Regions from separate parts of the Gossypium hirsutum genome. Here regions 1 and 2 are each linked to region 3. A link is a contact called in public Hi-C data. All regions are on one chromosome and are shown on one strand. Each heading gives the region's core, a stretch centred on a gene start, on an enhancer-like site or on the middle of the called end of the contact. The rest is flanking DNA. Distances are from core to core; before and after follow the strand shown.

Region 1 (4,333 bases), core at 1,769-4,268, 510 kb before region 3:
CTAGGCCTAGGTATTTGAGCATGTGGGCAATGTCTCTATACTATTTTAAGTGTTTTGGGCTCGTTGAAGCCCATTTTCGATCCTAGACACCTCCAATCATTCATAAATTTTTTTAAAATTAATTTTTTAAATCTCTAAAATGATTTTATTGAATATGAATTTATTTGATTAACTCAAAAAATTTAAATCTTTAGTATTTTCAAGATTTTAATTTTTTAAATCTCTAAAATAATTTTATTGAATATGAATTTATTTGATTAACTCAAAAAATTTAAATCTTTAGTATTTTCAAGATTTTGTTTTTACGGTGGCACCTTCCATTCATATTGGACATTGAGACGGGTGTGGGCCGTTACAATATTAATTTAGTTTAATTATATTTATTTGTTAAAAATTTAGTACAAAATTTAAATTTATTGAAAATTTAAAAGATAAATAATTTTATAAGTTAAGAATGCATTATTTATATTAAGTTATATATTAATCTTATTTAACAAAATATTTGTCATTAATTTTTACCTTTAATATTAATTTAAACATAAAAAACTAAACATTGACTATAAATAAGAAAGATAGTAGTGTAGGATATAAAAAATTAAATATTTAAATTTAAATTTTAATAATTTTAAAATAATTTTATATTTTTTTGAATATTCAAAATTAAACAAAATTGAAAAAAAATTAGTATTTTAAATAATTTAATTTTTTGAATATTGAAATTTATTTAATGTTTAAATAGTATGTACTATTTTTTATGATTAAAAATACGTATTACTTTTTCATAGAAATAAAAAGTATGTATTACCAATATTTTTCAAAAAAACTATTACATTTTTTCAGTGTTCCTTGTTGTTTAATATATTATCATAAAGTTATCAACGGTTTTGGTAAGGATTTTGTGTAGTTGTAATATCGGTTAATAATTAAAAGATTTTTGTTCATAATATTTATTGTCATAAATAATAGTGAATTTACATTAATTAAATATATATAAAATAGTGATATGTCAAATACATATATTATTTATTTGCCATTGTTTTAAATATGTGACCTAAAATACATATTTATCTAAATACTTAGATTCTTGTATGTTTTCTCTCTGTGATAATGTTGGATCTGAAGGTGGTTCGATAGAAGATTTAATCCTTAAGAAAGCTTAGATTAAGTATAATGAGGAAAGTGTGAACAGAGAAGTGTTGGTGGATCTAACTAACGAGCCAGTTATTTATTGGAAGGACAAACTTGTTGGAATTTCATCCAATAATGGGGGTAAAGGTTTAGAGGAGGAGGAGGAATTTGAGTTACTAGGAGGAGATATTTAGAAGTCAGTAATTAATGGCACTCCCTCAATCGAATTCTCTGATAGGATTCACCAGATTCTTATTCGGGATATGGAAAACATTGTGGTTCTGAAGCTTTTGGGGCATAACATTGGTTTTTCGGTGCTTCAGAATAAAATCTATAGTTTATGGAACTCATCGTCACCGTTCCAGTTGATGGATATTGAGAATGGTTACTTCTTGGCCAAATTTCAAAAAAAAATTGCTCTCGGAAGGACCCTGGATCATTTTTGGGCAATACCTGACAGTTCAACCTTGGTCGATGTCTTTTAATCCAGCACATAAATTTCCCAGTGTCGTAATGTCGTGGATAAGACTACCGGGCTTGCCAGGATACTTTTATAAGCGAAAAATTCTGACATAAATAGGGAGTTTAATCAGCAAGGTTGCCAAACTAGATATGAACACAGACAATAGGATTAGAGGATGTTTCGCTCGTATGGCTGTGTATGTCAACTTGGATAAACCGTTGGTGTCCCAAGTCTTAATCAATGGAAAAATACAGAGGGTCAAGTATGAATTCTTACCAACGGTCTGTTTTCACTATGGACGGTATGGGCATGTAAAAGAAGTTTGTCCCTTTAGGGTCCTTGAACCCACTTCTGGGAGAACGATGCCTTCGTCGGAATCTTCACCAGAGGCTATGAATATGGTTGATGATGAAACGGGGGAGAAAAGTGATGGTTCCGGCCTGTGGATGTTGGTAGAGAAAAGATCTCATAGGAAATCAAGGGATTCAACACAATCAGGGCCTAGAATTTCAAAAAAGAATAATGAAGGTTTCTATTTTAGGGCATTGGCAGAAAATGAAGGTAACGTTGGCATTGATTCTGGGACGAATAAGGAAATTGGGAATATACGGCATAGAAAGGGGAAAGAAACAACAAATGAAGGAATCCAAGGTGATGGGTCTAATATGCATAAGGTGGGCCACTTTAGTAGTCAAAATAGAGGCCCAACTAATCTTGGGTCTTAAAAATGTGGCAAGCCATTCAAAGTCTTCTAATAATGCCAGTGGGGTAGATAATGGGCCCCTGTCACCTAGGAATTTGGTAAGTCACCCAAGACAAAATTTTAATGGGGGATTCAAAGGCTTAAAGGGAAGCAACATGCTGGAAGATAGCATATCAGGCTAAGGAAACGGGTCAAATTGTGGGCCGAGTGAAAACAAAACAATGGTTGAATCCGATCGGGTTATGGAAGAATCCGGTCAGCTTTTCACAAACCTAGTTGCTACTGGAAATTAGGGCAGAGACGTGGATGGTGGGAATGCTGGTTCAGGCTCTCACTCGCACTTTGCTGGTGATGGAAATAAATCGGTAAATATGGCACAGGCGAGGTCATCATTGGAGAGAGTTGTTGACATCACAGATTCCAAAACAGGTGATGGTCTCGACTTCCGAAGGCATTTGGCGGTCACCTTTAAATAACCTCATGAAGCACTCGTCGAAAACCAAAGGGAAAGGAATTCCGATGTGAATTCGGGGAAAGCGAAAGATGAAGTTGCTGGGAAATTTTTAGGGGCGAAGCATGGAGGTTCGCGTCTTTCAAAACCCCAGAACAAAATTAATCTTTAAAAGGGTAGCAGATTCAGAACTGTGGGAAATTCCAAGGTTTTGTTACGGGAATCAATGGCACATTTGGACGAAGCAATTTCTTCTCAAGCTGTGGAAGCTTTGGGCTTAGGTGGCCCAAATTTAAAGATTAGGCAGGCAACAAGACAAGGGAGAATTCCCTAAACAGTAAGGCTCTGGAGGTTTTATTTTTATTTTTATTTATTATTTGTCTATATTAATTTATATGGATTTAAATCTGACCATTTTTTGTGGAATTGCCAAGAGTAAGTGGTAAAAAAGGCTAATTTTATCATTGAAAAATTGGGTTTTTTAATTCTCATCATATTGAAGCTATTGGGTTTTTAGGAGGAATTTGGGTGGGTTAGAAGGAATCTGTTAAGATTTGAATTATCCAAAATCACCCATAGTTTATTTTTCTATGCGTGTCTGGTAATGTTTATCTAAATCCCATTTTAATATCCTAGGAAAAGAAAAGCACTTTGGGAAGATTTGAAATTTGCTTTACCTCATGATTCTTTACTATGTTTAATTATGGGTGACTTTAATGTTATCTTATCACTTGAAGATAAAAAAAAGTATTTATGTCATAGGGAAAAGATGTAATCTTTTTGGAAATTTTGTAGATTCTTGTAATTTGGAGGATTTGAGATTCATCGGTCCATCCTTTACTTGGCAAAAAGTTGGCACATTTGAGAGATTAGATTGTGCATTGGCTAATGATTCATGGATTTCAACTTTTCCACAATGCATTGTTTCCCATTTTTTGAGGATTAAGTCTGATCATAGGCCCATTCTTCTAAGGACCAATCTAGATATTAGCTTGGCCACAGGGAGACCTTTTAGGTTCTTAGTAGGATGGACGAAGCATGTAAATTTTTCGTCCTTTGTGAAAGATAAGTGGCAGTTCTTGGGTAATACAGATAGTTCTCTATCTAGTTTTACTTCACATGTTAAAGAATGGACAGGTCTGTTTATGGTTTTATAGGCTTTCATAAAAGACATCTTATAAGATCACTCTCTACTATCAAAAAGGCCCTAGATCATTCTACCTCTTCTCGGTTAATTCAATTAGAGATTGATGAGCGAGATGAGTTGGAAAATTTGTTGAACCATGATAAGCTTCTTTGGAGGCAAAAAGCTAGGTATGACTGGCTCTAGTTTGGGGATCATAACACCAAATTTTTTCATAGTCGAATGATCTACAGAAGGAAATTTAACCATATCATGGCCTTACGCATGGATAATGGTGAGTGGTGTTCAGATTAAAATATCCTTAAAAATGGGGCAATTGGTTTTTTCGAGACATTTAATGGCGAAAGACCAGAACCCATGAAGGATCTACCATCTAACATTTTTCCTTGTCTCAAGACCCAGGACATTGAGTTTTTGGAAAAGTCCATTTCAAATGAAGAAATT
Region 2 (4,544 bases), core at 960-3,459, 460 kb after region 3:
ATGAAGGACAGTTGCTCATAGTCCACTAACTCTTGACAAATCATGAAAGACAATATCTTCTATTATTAAGGGATGAGTCAATATCCCATAAAGCTACATTTTCAAGATTTCTGCCGAAGAAAACAATCTCCCATCAACAATTTTAAAAATTAACAACTACTTTTGTCTTAATTTTGACAGCCATTGGAAATCCAAATCGAACTGAAAACGTGATATTCATACATGGGATACTAAGTTCTTCATCGTTTTGGACAAAAACACTTTTTCCAAAGCTGTCAGAATCAAAGAAGATAAAAGAGTACCAGATGTATGCAGTAGATATTTTGGGACATGGAAAAAGTCCAAAGCCAAGAGACAGTTTATACACATTAAAAGAGCACGTGGAATGGATTGAGAAATCATTAATCTCTGAATATAAGTTAAATTCATTTCATGTGGTTGCTCACTCGATGGGCTGTATTATTGGATTAGCTCCCTCAAATCTATCACCCTTGTTGCCCCTGTAAGTATATATATTGTTTCAAAATTTTTTTAAATTTATCAATGCCTTTCTTTTAATATTAAAATTGAATGGTTTCAGCCATACTTTCCATCAAAGGAAGGAGTAGAAATGAGGGCAATGAAATGGCTAACACCTAAAAGATTGTGGCCGCCGACGGCGTTTATTTGGTCGATCATGGTGTGGTATGAACACTTGAGTCGATGTGTCTGCTTATTAGTGTGCCGAAATCATAGGTTTTGGGAAGCACTTATTAAACGCCTCACCTCATCAAGGTAGTCAAAATCAATTTTAACCATGTCTTTCATTAAACAATAATAATCGATGGATGAAAATTAACAATTGAATTTATATTATAAAATTATTTAATGTATTAGTAAAAATTAATTACAAAATATATTCATTTTTTTCTTAATTATAAATCTTGATTTTTGAAATTCTTTATTTTATAATTTTAATCTTATATTAAATAAAATATTTTCAAAAATGATTTTAATATATTAAAAAAAGAATAAATAATCTTAAAAAATGTTTTAACAATCATATGATATTGGTATTATTTTTTCGTATTACAACGGATGTCTTATTTGGTGAGTATTCAGGGATGTGAACTTTCTGGTTATGGACTTGACAAAGCATATCCATCATTCAGGGTGGCATACTACACATAACGTGCTATACAGAGGAGTAAAAGAAATGGATAAAAACCTGGAAACATTGATGAAATTAAAGAAAAGAGTGCATGTTATTGTAGGCAGCAGGGACAAAACCAGTCCACCAGATTTTAGGCACAACATCAAGACCAAATTCCCTGATGTGGAGCTTCACAACATCCCAAATGCTGGCCACCGCTCTATCATCCTCACCAGAGAGACTGATTTTGCTCACAATTTGTTCCATATCTGGGAAAATACTGCATCTCACCACCACCATAATGCCCATACTGAGGGTGAATAAGAAAATACTGCATCTCACCACCACCATCATGCCCATACTGAGGGTGAATAAAATATTTATTTTCAAGAAGCCCTCAAGGGGAACTTATTTATAGAAATAAAACATGGTTTTCACAAAAAAATGTAAAGCTTAATTGAACTACTTCATGTTACTATCTTTATAACATGGTATCCATCAAACTTAAAGTTCATTTGAAGTTCCTCCTCAATCTCATGTTGTGGTCTCTTTGTTGAAGAAATTTTATAATAATAGCAATAGTTTGAAGGGGGAAAAATGAAAAATAATATTATCTTTATACATTTTTATTTTACTACAACCAGTCTTTCAATATAAATAGAAAATGATCTTTCTTTTTTACGTCTTTTTGGGTAAAGAATTGGGCTGAAGGCTAGATTCTCAGGTTGATAACTAGGCTTCCTATAAAGTATATGTAAGCCAGGGGCTCTCAAAATTTTGGCACTAAGATGCTCCCCAATGCTTAAATCAGCATGTGTGTATCATACTGGAGGAAAGTAAGGAGATATGTTTACAGAGTCACGGAATAAAGTGAAGAAGATGAAGAGAGGAAGAAGATACTCGGTATTATACCTAAGCTTTGGTTTACCCCTTGCATGTTGATGTGTCTGGAATATGGCCATTTTGTTCCTTGTGGCTTGGGCAGTGTCAGGGTCCTTTTTGATAGGGTATGTTGGAAGCCGAAAGCTACTTTTCTCTTTATGTGGCATGTTCTTTAGTTGCTAGCTAATGCTTAATAAAGCTTGGGCCTTATGAGCCACATGTTTCTTTGGGCTTTAGCCTAAGTCAGCCAAACTTGTTCAAGCTAGTATAACAATTCTCCCTCTTTAGATCTGAAGTGAGCTATAAACCGACATGTTGAAGACCTGTGCAGAGTTAAGATTTGTTGGAGTTTTGTTACAGAAGTTGGATTCAAGCTAGTACGCTTAATGGATGCATTGGAGAACAAGAATACCACATTCAAAAGGATATAGGTGAACAAGAATCAAAAGGATTTGTAGCAAGATATGCAGGTGTGCGAATTATTGATGTTTAATGTCTCAGAGTAGGGTAATGATCCTTGGTGTTGTGTTGCTTTGAATGGGTCTTATCTCTGAGCAGGTCTGAGAGAACTCGACAGGTTATCAAAATTCTTGAGAGTTTAGATGAAAAGTGTTGAAGCGATCTGCGAAGAAGGATAGGATAATTACGAATTGAGGAAGAACATCGAGTGTTGAAATGGAAAACAATAAGTGGAAGTGATGCGATCATAGATTGATGCCGAGGAATCGCTGTTGGACGAAGGCATCGAAAATGTTCGAAGGAAAGTAGTGAGAGCTGAAGCGGAATAGACTTTGGAGCTTGATAAACCTTTTGGTTTCATAGCTTGTTGGTCAGATGAGGAGGTGATTTTTGTGTTAATGCGGATCATTGAGAGGGATGACAAAGACATCTGTGAAATTTTACGCTTGATTTCTCTTGTATTTGGAGCTTGGGCTGTTTTTTTTTTTTTCCATGTAGCTTTTGTGTTTTTTATTTGTATAATTTGTATGAGAATTGTTGTGGCCATGGGATTGAAAAATGAAATAGTTTTTCTTGAATGGAGGGTTCAATGGGGATTAGGGAGAAAGTGCCTTGGATTTGTATGTTTTGAGGGAGTTTATGGTTTATCATTTCAGGTTTTCTCGCGGCAATTGATACAATGGATGGGGCCGCGATAGTTGGTATTGATCAATCTTTTCGAGGTTGCGAAGTGTTTTCTTTGCTGGTTAGAAGTTTGTGCATTTGATTTTGGCACCTTTAAGGAGCCTTTTTACATTATTTTTTTTTGGTGTTTGTTGGTCTGTGTTCCCCCAGTGTTCTTGGTGTTTCTTTCCATTGATTTTTCTTGGCATGTTTCTTGGCTTTCTAAGGCAACTTTAGTTGGTGCTTGGTGGCTCAAAGATGGTGTCTTCTTTCCATTGATATTTTTTGGCATGTTTCTTGGCTTTCTAAAGAAGCTTTAGTTGGTGCTTTAGTGGCTCAAAGATGATGTCTTCGTAGGAGCTTACTACTATTCTATTTTTTCTTTTAGATGTGTTTTTATAGTTCAAACTTGTATTTTTTTTTCTTTTATTCAGATGTTAATTTCGGTTTGCTTGTTGTTCCATGTTCTACTAACCTTACTTTAAACAACCCTTTTCTCACACCTACTCAGCTTTCTCACTCTAGTTTCAATTTCACTTGTCAAAACTCTATAAATTCTAGGTTGAGAATGATTAAATGGATGGGGGAATAGAGCTTAAGAGGTTCTTTAAACGAAGATTCTAAAAAAATCTTAAGGCTGGTAATGGAAAATTTAAAAGAAAAATGGGGAAAATGAAAAGGAAAAGAAGAGGAAGAAGAGGAATAACCAAGAGGGTTGTTGGCTGCCTGAGAAAGAAAGAAAAAAAAATGAAGGGCTGATGAGCATTTAACCATTTAAAAATATCAATAAATGGGCTCAAGGCCCATACCCACTATTCAATTTGAAGCTCATTTCAATAATACGAATTTCTAACAATTCAAAATAATATCAAATATCATATTTGAATGATATTTTCATCGTAAAAATCTTAAGAATTGATCAAATTATCTTTTTATAGTAAAATTTTTCTTTTGATTTTTTAGTGATTTTTTCTCAAAATTTGATACTTAAATCAAATCAAGTTCATCATTCATTATAAATATTTATTATAACTCTATGAGTAAAGAAAATTATATTTTGTCTCTTTTCATGATAAAATAGAAAAATTACACTTTAGTCCCTATCCTATTTAATTTTTCTAATTTAGTCCAAGAAATTATTTTCATCACATTAAATCACATTCGAATCCATTTCATGTCAAATAATCCATAATAATTAATATTTTTTCATTTTGGATAATTTTGCACATTAGTCCCATACTTTTCAAACTTTTCAATTTAGTCTTTTTTGTCACATTTTCAATTCTTTTCACATGTTCTCATCTCTAATATCAAATTCCTTTTATAAAATTTCTTATCTAAGTCATTCCATAAATTTTCTCGATATTCAAACTTAGAATTATGCTACGTGTCATATTAGAAGATGATC
Region 3 (4,694 bases), core at 1,872-4,371:
CTTTTAGTAGTGAGCTATGTTTTAAGTCGACTTTGGAGAATATTACTAGATCATCTGTGAAGAAAAGATATGACAAGGCTGGTCCCGATCTGGATAATCGTATTGGACTCTATGCCCCTATGTTAACAGCTGCTTGGATACTATGGCCTAGCCATTCCATGCATAGAATAAAAAGGTAGGGTGATAAGGGATATCCTTGCCTTATTCCTCTTGCTGGTTGGGATTTTTCAGTAAGAACCCCATTTCACAAAATCTGCATGGTAGATGTCGTAATGGCTGACATAATCACTTTTTGTAGGAAATCTGGAATGCCTGTAGCCTAAATAGAGCTGTCAATAAAGTCCCATCGAACCTTGTCATATGCTTTTTTCCAGATTGATTTTGACTGTCATCCATTTCTTACTTATTCCTCGCTTGGAATGTATAACTTCCTGAGCGATGATGATGTTATCAGAGATTGTTCGTCTTGCAATGAATCCAGCTTGTTCTTGTGCGATGATTTTTGGGAAAACTATTTTAAATCTATTGGCGATGACTTTCATAACTAGCTTGTAGAGGACTGAGTAAAGACTGATGGGTCTAAACTGGGAGATCTCCTCAGGTTGAACAATTTTTGGGATTAGCACTATAAGTGTGTTGTTTAAACCAGGCTCTATGGGTTTTCCTCTGAATACCCCCTTTACCCATTCACAAATTTCACTCCCAATACTATCCTATTATTTTTGGAAGAAGAGAGCATGGAACCCGTCACTTCCTGGTGCTTTTAAAGGAACCATATCAAAAAGTGTCGTTTTGATTTCTTCATTTGAGACATCTTTTCCTAGGAAATCTATGTCTTTTTTATTCAAAGGGGGAAAATGGTTTGATGGCAAAACACTAGTCCAATCAGGTTTTCCTCCATATAGTTTTTGAAAATATTGTATTGCTTTTTTTTTGAATCTCATCTGGCTCATAAAACCACTCCCCAGCTGCATTTCATAAGGCATTGATGCAGTTGATCTTCCGTCTATAAAGTGCTCGACCATGGAAAAAATTTGTGTTCCTGTCTCCTTGCTTGAGCCATTCACACCTTGATTTTTGTTTCCAGAGTAGCTTTTCATGGTTGAGAACTTCTTCCAACTCTTCTCTTAATTCCATCTCTTTTTGTATCAAAGATGTTGAATTTGTCTTCTCTAGTGCATGTTGAATTTTGCTTAGCTTTTGCAATATTTTTAATTTTCGGGTTCCAATGTGCCCATAGGTTTTTTTGTTCCACTCTTTTAGCCCTGTAGAAAGCTTTCCTAGAGCGTAAGTCATGTCTCCCTTATATTCCCATAGTTTGGAGATTGTATTGGAGAAATCTTGATGTTGAACCCATCCTACTAGAAACCGAAAAGGTCTTCCTTTAGCTGAATTAAGATCCAGACATAAATCCACTAGTAGGGGTCGATGATCGGATTTGATTCTCACTAGATGTGTGACTAGGCACTGTTGAAGAGTACGAATCCAAGGAATGTTACCAATTGCTCGATCTACTCGTTCAAGTATCCCTCCTCTTTGCCATGTGAAGGAAGGTCCTCGGAATCCTAAATCTTGTAAATCATTGTTTTCAATAAATTCTCCGAATAAGGGGCACCTTTTCCCAACAGAAGTCCCTTTTTTTTTCATTTTTGGATAGAATAGAGTTAAAGTCCCCAATCGCCAACCAGGGAGTATTGGTTGTAGGGATAGTCTCTTTTAAGGTGTCCCATAGAAAGCTCCTCTTTGTTTTATTAGGACTTCCTTAAACAAAAGCAATGAGGATTATTTGGGTAGGGGAGCCATAAGATATTTGTGTATGTATGAATTGGGGGTGATTTTAGAGAATTTCAAGTTTGACAGAGGATTTCCATCCAATACAAATTCCCCTTGAAAAACCTCTAGCTTCCACTCTATGTGAATACTGTAATCCTAATTTTACAATTACTTCGTCAGCTTTGCGGCCACTTACTCTCGGTTCTAATAAGCTAATAATGTCCGACTTGTGTTCCCTATTATACTCTTTAAAAGTACGAGAAAATTTCTCATTCGCACACCCTTGACAATTCTAGGAAAAAATCAAGATTCTAGAGTTCATTAAAATTAAATAAATGCGTATATCGGGTTACTTAATTACTGCCTATTCTCTGCATTGTCTCCTATTTTTCCTAATGTTCCACTAGGAATTTCATTTACCAGCCCTTGCTGGACTTGGGTTTGCAACAATTCAACCATATTACTGATAGATTCAGGGATTGAAATTTTTGAAGGGGAGACTTTAAAGGGGTTACCTTTTTTTTTGTTGACTTTGAGGTTTCTTCCTTTGTGGGGATTCCCTGTTTTTGCATTGTCGCGTACTGTTGATTCCACTGCTTAATTGGCTCCTGTTTTGGTTTTGATGTTCTGGGTATTTCCTTTGGTTGTGGGTTGATTATTTTCTTGGAAGAGAACTATTGAATGCTTATCAGCGTCTAGAATACTTGCTGTTGGTAGCTTCATAATTTCTTGAAAAGTTTGCGAATTTAACTGGGCAGAGCTTTCTTCGATAGCCCCCCAACATCCTTTTCAGGAGTTAAAATGCTAAAGTTATTTTGGAGGTCTGTAGAAGCAAGATTGAAAGATGTATTAATGTTGGGTGGTAGTTCCTGTCTTGATTTTTCCAGCAAGTTTAAGCTACGTAAGAAATTCACTTCTTTGCTATTAACTTCTTTGCTGGTTAGGTCTATTTGCTCCTTGTTTAAAGCCCTAGTTGCATCTTCTATTAGGCCTGGTCTGGTATTATTGATCTGTCTTTCATGAGACCCAGTAGCAGATTCTTTGGAGTGCCAAGTAGATTTATTACCAGTGCTGGCTTGGCCTTTTTAATCCCATCATGCTCTGTCAGTATTATGGAAGTTTGGTGGTGGCCAAGGCTTTGTGGTGGGCTGCTTATGTTTGCTGCTTTGACATAAATCAAAGGCCTTTGTGCTAAAATAGTTTTGTCTATTCGCACTTCTGTTTTGTTGCTGGGCCAAGAAGGGTCTGCAGTTTGTATTCCTGATTTTCGCCCATCATTAGGGTGTGTAAAGTGGTCAGATTGAAATGAGCCAACATCTTTTTCTGAGCCCGGCTTTAGAGGGTCAGTATTACCTTGTTCATAGTCCATTCTGGTTTCCTCGCCGCGAGCTTTAGGGAGCCCACTATCATCTATATTTTCCAGAACCTGGAATCTAGAGTTTCTTGCTGTTTTGGTTGCGCCGTCGCCCTCATGTTTCCATCCTGTTCTTCTAGTTTTCTTTGCCTTCCTTTCAACAAGCATCCATGGACCATATAATTCTCTATTTGAGTTTTCTGCTTTGTTTTCCTCCAATGGATGTCTTTGTCTCGTCTGATCTTCTGGGATATCCTCACCTATTCCTTCCAATCCCATCTCTTCTTTAGGGCAAATTTCTTTTGTGTAACCATAGTGCCCACACTGGAAGCAAACCATCGGAAGGTGCTCGTATTCTAATCGTTGTGTAACTCCATTAATAAGTGCCTGTGAAATCAAGGCCTTTCCTAGGTTAACAAATACTGCCATTCTCGCAAATCTCCCTCTTACTCCATTATCGGTGTTAAAATCTAATTTTTCTACTTTTCCTATTGTTTCTCCGATTTCCCGCAAGATTTTTCGCTTGTACATGTGCCCAGGTAACCCAGGAAGACGAATCCAGGCCATAACTATATTAGGGTACGGTTGAGCAGGATTAAATTCCATAGTCCACGGTTGTACTGTTAAGTACTGTCCAAAGACTACTAAGGCCCTTGGCTTAGAACTCTCTCATAGTCGTCTGGATTTTTGAATTTTGCCAGAAAATAACCATTCTCTACATCCATTAGGCGGAATGGCTGAGAGGGTTTCCAAAGTGAATAGACCTTATTCTGCAAAGCAGTATATCCTATATTCCTCCCCAACAATTTGATTACAACTGTAAGTTCCATGTGCTTAATGAGGATTTGATTGATTCGATCAGAAAATTTTATTGAGGGAATGCCATTGATTGTCGATCGCTCCACATCGTCCTTTGATAACTTTAAGTCATCCTCCTATTCTGGTCCTTCCGCGTTCGATGGGTCCCCAATCGGATGGAGCCCTTAGCCCATCAATCGATCTTTCCATGAAAGAGTTTTCCCATTTTCTATTGTTGCTTCCATATCGACTTCCCAATTTTCATCGATATCTCGCATTCGAACTTTCTTTGTTGATCGATTCGCTGGTTCGCCTTCATCGCTTCCTTGGTTCTCCGATAAGTCCATTCTGAAAAGTTGCTTATTATTTTTACAATTATAAGTTCATTTTAATATACCATAACAATTATTTTTTCTATCAAAAGCTATAAATGGTAAAATGACATTTTAATTTTTTGAACATATAAAATTTTCATCTTTTTAAAATATTTTATTATATTAAAAATTTAAATACATAAAATTATTAAAATATATTTAATATAAAAGATAAGTATAATTCAATAAATTTTAAAATAATAAAAATCAATCACAATTTTTTTCTCCAAAAAACATGGTCAATTTATTAATCGGTCATTTTTTTTATTTCAATTTCTTAGTAATTTGTTTGTACTTTCACCTTTCTTTTTCAGTAAATAAAATAAAATATTATTAGTATAATGTTTAAATTAAAAAAATATATTATATTTTATTAATAGTGTTAATGGAAACAA

What was found. Hi-C and Micro-C count contacts between places; a contact is called where the count stands out from the background.
Region 1: a contact with region 3 is called in a Hi-C map of leaf, with 1.7 times the contacts expected there. The contact joins two enhancer-like sites. A contact is called at or near these places in 3 of 34 Hi-C or Micro-C datasets (all in leaf).
Region 2: a Hi-C map of leaf shows a contact between it and region 3, with 3 times the contacts expected there. The contact joins two enhancer-like sites. A contact is called at or near these places in 7 of 34 Hi-C or Micro-C datasets (hypocotyl, leaf and petal).

The regions. Positions count from the first base shown.
Region 1 is chrA11:92,273,801-92,278,133 of Gossypium_hirsutum_v2.1, reverse strand. No RefSeq gene overlaps it. Among protein-coding and RNA genes, the nearest start is that of LOC107891163, 16 kb to the left of the region's middle. Within about 2 kb of position 3,018, at least 9 of the 9 cell types and tissues checked have an H3K27ac peak or open chromatin away from gene starts, as enhancers often do. A contact at or near this core is called in leaf, where this site is marked.
Region 2 is chrA11:91,303,081-91,307,624 of Gossypium_hirsutum_v2.1, reverse strand. It overlaps the pseudogene LOC107956917. Among protein-coding and RNA genes, the nearest start is that of LOC121210750, 160 kb to the left of the region's middle. Within about 2 kb of position 2,209, at least 7 of the 9 cell types and tissues checked have an H3K27ac peak or open chromatin away from gene starts, as enhancers often do. A contact at or near this core is called in leaf, where this site is marked.
Region 3 is chrA11:91,762,373-91,767,066 of Gossypium_hirsutum_v2.1, reverse strand. No RefSeq gene overlaps it. Among protein-coding and RNA genes, the nearest start is that of LOC121209957, 36 kb to the left of the region's middle. Within about 2 kb of position 3,121, at least 9 of the 9 cell types and tissues checked have an H3K27ac peak or open chromatin away from gene starts, as enhancers often do. A contact at or near this core is called in leaf, where this site is marked.